Linked DNA regions of Sus scrofa: region 1 is linked to region 2. Evidence: chromatin contacts called from public HiChIP or PLAC-seq data. All regions are on one chromosome and are shown on one strand. Each heading gives the region's core, a stretch centred on a gene start, on an enhancer-like site or on the middle of the called end of the contact. The rest is flanking DNA. Distances are from core to core; before and after follow the strand shown.

Evidence for each region. HiChIP or PLAC-seq counts read pairs in DNA pulled down with a chosen protein or histone mark.
Region 1: a contact with region 2 is called in an H3K27ac HiChIP or PLAC-seq map of skeletal muscle, with 6 times the contacts expected there. The contact joins two enhancer-like sites. A contact is called at or near these places in 1 of 47 Hi-C or Micro-C datasets (skeletal muscle) and 1 of 2 datasets of contacts at active chromatin or transcription factors (skeletal muscle).

The regions. Positions count from the first base shown.
Region 1 is chr1:132,180,314-132,183,430 of Sscrofa11.1, reverse strand. No RefSeq gene overlaps it. Among named protein-coding and RNA genes, the nearest start is that of THBS1, 440 kb to the right of the region's middle. Within about 2 kb of position 1,605, at least 7 of the 83 cell types and tissues checked have an H3K27ac peak or open chromatin away from gene starts, as enhancers often do. A contact at or near this core is called in skeletal muscle, where this site is marked.
Region 2 is chr1:131,851,489-131,854,501 of Sscrofa11.1, reverse strand. No RefSeq gene overlaps it. Among named protein-coding and RNA genes, the nearest start is that of THBS1, 110 kb to the right of the region's middle. Within about 2 kb of position 1,296, at least 17 of the 83 cell types and tissues checked have an H3K27ac peak or open chromatin away from gene starts, as enhancers often do. A contact at or near this core is called in skeletal muscle, where this site is marked.

The DNA of each region.
Region 1 (3,117 bases), core at 356-2,855, 330 kb before region 2:
GCCCTTGGGACGCATCCTTCTGTTTATCCTATTTAGTAAGTCTCCTCTGAGTTTTCAGAGCTTCATGACCTCTGTGAGCTGTTTCTCAAACAAGAACCCCTTCCTAGAGGGCATAAAGCAGAAGCTCTACCCAAGGCACAGCCTTAACACCCACTGCTCAGAGTCCAGCCTTGTCAAGCCTACAATGGTATCCCTCCCAAGTCTCACCTCAAGCCATTACCACTTGCTCATCCTCACTCATCCTCTAGGAGAAAAGTTCCCTCTCTAATTCCCAACCATTCCCTTCTGAACAAAGTCAGCTTCTACCAGCACCACCACCCTCTTCCTTTCCCAATCCAAGTCACTCTTCCTTCACTATTTTTTTCTGCTTCTTTCTTGAGATGCTTTTATTCTACATTCATATTTATTTACCCCATTCTATCACTTGCCCTTTGGGTCACACACCGAGTAAATGTCTGCATGAACTAAGCAGCTGCATTTCTATAAGTAACTCCAACCAAAAAGTTCTACCTAGAATGGGTAAGATTAGGAAAAACATTATGCAGATATACCACACCCTTTCTCTGAGATGGACTAATGATTCTAAGGAATATCTGACTGACTTATACCCTCCTTCCTTCCTAAAAGGATGCAGGGCAGCATCTTTGGAAGTAAAACTCATCCCTTCCTTGATATCTAGGGTAGCACATGTTGCTGATGAAGTAGTAGTTTCTTTATTAGTGAGGCATCCTTCCATTCTTATATTGAGACATAGCAAAGAATTAGTATTTAACTTCAAAATGCTCCTGAAACCTTGTGTAAGTAAACATGTCCTAAAAAAAATGATCTGTATCTCAATATATATCCAATTTTGAGAATCATCACATGTAAACTCTAAGCGAAACAAGAAAAGGACGATTCTGGAGAGACTCGGATGGGAGAGAAAGACAGGGTAACCTCTGCAGAAAGTGCATCTTATCCAGGGTTGTCTGTGGTCCTGGGTTATCACAATTGTCCGACTTCTGGGTGTTTACCTGCCATGGTAGCTTGGGAAAGCTTGTTGAGATGTCCACTCTTCCATATTGGATAAAATAATGGCCCTTGACTGGACTATTCGAGTTCAGTGAAGCCAGCAACTCAGCTGTGTGGCCTTCAGCTGTTGAATACGTAGAAAGCAATAAACGTGCTTGAGGGTAAAGATCGCTGGGATGGGTTTTCCTTGCTCCTTTGGGAGAAATAAATCAGTATGTTCAACAAAACCGCAACTGACTTTCTCTCAGGTTTAGAACCTCATTTCCAGAGCTCACTCAATCATCCCTTAGGTTGTTCAAGGTCATTTTGCCACCATGAATTTCTCCTAAACTCTTCGGTAGATACAATAGCCTCAGGAAAAGCATTGTAAGACCCTTGCAGCCGTAGGAGGAATTTGGGAGTTTTTACTGTTGCCTCTTTTTTTTTTTTCTCACATGTGATCACTGACTAGAGGTGAAGTAAGTCCTTCTCAGGGTGAGGCAAGAGGCATGCCTAAGGACATGTTTCCCTTCAATTCTGTCTTTCATTTACTTTGTATAGTCCTGCAGCCAACGCAGAGGAGTCTGGGGACCTTGAGACTGAAGCACAAGATCTTGACATGCTACAAATAAAGGCGCATGCAGTGACTAATCTCAGCTCAGCACAGCTGAGGAGGCAGGGGTCAGGCCTGGAAGTCATTAAATGAAAAACTCGAACCAAAAACTAAGACAAAAATATTGGCAGCTGGTAGAACCCCCAAACCTCAGCAATTCATTCCTTCGGTCCTCCCTGCCTTTCCAGATCTTTAGCTCTCTGCATTCAAAATTTTAAAAGGCAATAGTCTGCATCTATTAACCCCAAGCTCCCTGAGATCATGTGGGATCCTGGTGCTTGCAAAGTGTTAATTCACCTTGATTCACCTTTTCTTTTTAGTACCAGCTGATTCCTCATAAGTCCTAGTGATGCATCAGTCTAGCCCACGTGGGTCACCGTGCAAGTAATGAGACCCACTGATGTCCCTCAAAAATCTCACTAAAGGGCTGCTGGTTACAACATAGAAACATCAAAGAGCCATTTATCAGCTCTCTGTGCAAATAAGTCACCATCCAGAGAGAGGCTATTTTAATAAGAACCAATAAGGGAGGTTGGTTAAGCTGTCTCCAAAAAGTCAGCGAAAGTTGACCAAGGATAAAGGGAGGTTTCCATATGAGGGCAGGGAGGCAAAAAGGGAAATTCCCTAAACAAGAAAAAAAATTGGGACAAGGCTGCTCAAGTTGAGAGACAGTCCTAAAAAGACTGGCCAGCATGAGCTGACACTGGAGCAGAGATTTAAAAAAAAAAAAAAAAAAAAAAAAAAAAGGCAACTCTCTTTCCCAGAGGTCAGCTAGTGGCTGTGGCCCAGTATTGGGGTTATTAGGCCATAGCTGCAGCCTCTCTTGCTACCCGATAGGCCAACAGCTGCTAAGTCCAACTGAAGAAGATAAATTATGTGATCGGTCTCTCCGGGGATTTCATGACCAGGAGAGATTTGTATAGAGATCTCAGAGAAGGGCCACTCTCAAATTAGACAGTGGAGTAATATTCACTCTCTCATAATTTTATGCATGCTCTCCTAGGTAGAATTCACCTGATTTTCAGCAAAGAAAGGAGAGAGGTGACCTTGAAAGTACTCAAAGACATGCTGTAGTTAAATAAGAGCTAAAGGTTTTGACCTAAACACTAGGATAATCCCATTCTGACACATCTAATGATATCTATCATAGTTGGCAGAATATAATTGTTTCTTCTCAGTGAAATCATTTTGTTCTTCTCCCAATGTATAGAAAAGTAGGATGTTTAACAGGCTGAACTATAAAATATAGTCCCGCAGCTATGCACCAAAAATAAGTCATCAAAATTCAAATGGAAACATACTTCCCGCGGTTGTTGATTATAGTGAATAAAGATGTAATGAGGAGTTCCCTTGTAGCACATCAGGTTAAGAATCCAACATTGTTGTTATAGTGGCTTGGGTGGCTGCTGTGGCACAGGTTTGACACCTGGCTCATGAAATTCCACATGCTTGAGCATGACCAAAACAAACAAACAAACAAACAAAACAAAACAAACAAAAATATATAGAGAGAG
Region 2 (3,013 bases), core at 47-2,546:
AATTTCTGTCTTCAGATCTTAGACATTAGTGAGAGTTAAAAAGAAGTTGGTCATCTTTTAATTGTACCTGGTACCAGTCAATGGCTGAAAAGGAAGAGCCTGGGATTGCTTCTGGGGACAGTAGCATGGAACCCAGGTCAGACGTGACCAGACAGCAGGGAGGTTTGAGGAATTCCTCACAGACATGTAGTCTTTGACCAGCCTCAGAAAGAAATTATTTATCAAAATAAAGTTGAGAAGTTCCTGTTGTGGCACAGTGGAAACGAATCCGACTAGGAACCATGAGGTTTCAGGTTCGATTCGTGGCATTGCTCAGTGGTTTAAGGATCTGGCGTTGCCGTGAGCTGTGGTGTAGGTCACAGATGCGGCTCTGATCTGGCATTGCTGTGGCTGTGGTATAGGCCAGCAGCTACAGCTCCAATTCAACCCCTCGTCAGGGAACCTCCATATGCCGTAAGAGATAAAAAGACAAAAAAAAAAAAAAAGTAAAGTTGAGGTTTCCAAGAAATGTGTGCATGTGGTGTGTGTATGTGTGCATGTGAGCTTTTGTGAGTATGTGTGTGTGATCTGTCAAGGACTAAAAAGTGAGCTGAGATTCCCAACATAGACAATCAACTTGTAACTACTCCCATGTCTACACTAGGACCATCTCTTTCTCTCTCTCTCACACACACACATATCACATATAACATATTTATTTACACAAACTTACTGAGTCCATTTATTTGCACTACTCTTAGCTTACATTGTACATAACCCTCACAACAGCCCTGTGAGGTTTGTGTCATTTTCTCCATTTCACGGAAGATTAATCTGAGCTCCTGATGATCTAAGATCCTTCAGCACATTTTTTTTTAAAAAAAAAAAAAAAAGGAAGTCAGTATTTGAACCTTGATCTATCCAATTCCACAGCCAGCCTCCCTTCCACTAATACCTTCCTCCCCCGAAGCCATCACACTACTAGTACTAGTTAGAAGAAATGTTGGTAGGAAGCAGTTCTGCTTTACAATAAACCACCCTAATAAAAATGCTTCACTGACTAATTTTGAGATGTCAGAGCTGAAAATGTACAGATTTCCCAGGACAAACAAACTGCCAAGCTGTGATTGCACAATCAAAGGGGCTACAGGGAACCAAGGAAGCCAAAACTGTGTTGGAGAAACTACAGATGTCATCTGGGAATGCTCAGTGCTTTGAATTTTCAAGCTGAGACAGCCTCACTTCCACCGGAACCACAGCCTTATAAGGCTAACTTGAGGCCGCGACTTCCTCAGCTGAATCAACCTGACACACACTGCTTGTTCCCTTGTCTCATTGGGAAGGGATTCCACTGGCTGAGCGTCAGCCCTGTCATGGAAAGAATACCACCACCAGGAGGACTGAGTTAATCCCCATCCTGAACTGGATCACAAACACCCACCTTGTCATAGAGCCACTATGAGTCTTGTGGGGCAGTGGCGGGGGCGAGGGGGTGAAGACGGGGGAAGAGACACATTGGGGTCAGGAGTGGAGCTATTTAGGCTCCCCAGAGAAATTAGTCACCAGCCTGATCCCTTCATCTCCATTTACAGCCATTTATTTGGAAGCAACAAGTTCTAAGAGGATAAAAAATAAAGACCCTCCCCTCCCCTGCTCCCACCACCCCCAGCGTGAACTCTGTAGTTCACAGGAATGCTGCTTCTTATTCCCTTTGGGATACACGGGGCTGTCTGTGAACAGCTGGGTCTTTCTACAGACAAATTAGACAGTCAATGTTCCAGAGAAGGAGTGGGCTCCAGGGAATTAAATCAGCCACTCATCTGATCCTTTTCATTAGACTTAGTCCCATTATACCCAAACTCTAGGAAAACAAAAAGAACTTAGTGGAAATCAGATTCCCAAATGTGCGCTAAGAAGACCTCCAAGTTCTGAGAAGTCACCCCAACCAGAGGTTGAGAAATCATGAAAAGGTATGAGGCTGCGCAGTTGAACACAGAAGAATGCTTCTGAAAAGGGAATGCTGACGAACTTTGCCAAGTAACTTCCTTTCCACTTATTGATTACTCTCTACAGACTATGGAAAATGTTTGTCTGAGATGTTATTTCCACTGCTCTTATTCTCAGCTAGCAAGTAGAGTAGGGCTCTAGTGAAGCATGTGTTCATCATTTTCCCCCAGAAGTGAACTGTTGCTATAGAAATGTTAGGTGCTGGGGAGAAGATGAGGAAATTTTCAAAGGAAACCCAAATGTCCTTCCAAAGGGAAAAAGACGCAAGTCTGACTTCCTGAGATTGTCCTTAGTGGAAAATCATCAGGGTGGACTTGAGTGACCCTGACCAAGGCCCAGAACAAGAAGGAGCTGCTGACCCCTTTAAGAGAAAACATCACGGAAGAAAGATTAGACCAATAGGTATACACCAAGACTGACTTCTAGGAGCCTTGGTGGTTCTGGCTCTTTGAGGCTGTAAGTATCAGAGCTAGTACTGACCCAGACTTACTGAGCACAAGCTTTTGTCACTGGGAGGACAGGTGTAGGGGAATCTAAGAGGACAGAGTCAAGCATTCTTAGGTCAGGGAATATAGGAGAACTGCTGTGGCAAGAGTAGTGCTGAGAGAATGGGCACTCTCCATTACCATGTCTGTGTTAATCCACTTAACTCACATTTTTCTAAGTGAGAGGCCTGATGCCAGCCCTCCCACTTGGCAGCCTGGTGCTACATTGCAAAGGTACCAACTTAGGGCTGGTTATGACATCATCTAGTTTCATGGAGTATAGTAGCCATGAGAGTGTGCCTCATAGACCACCTGCTACTGGGGTTGGAATCAACCCAGGGCCTCAACTGCTATATTTTTTATTCTTTTTTTTATTAAAGTATAGTTGATTTACAATGTTGTGTCAATTTCTGCCACATAGCATAGTGATGAAGTCATACATATATATACATTCTTTTTATCATTCCATCTTCCCTGTCTTCTACCCCAAGAGACTAGACATAGTCCCCTGTGCTGTACAGTAGGACCCCACTGCTTATTCA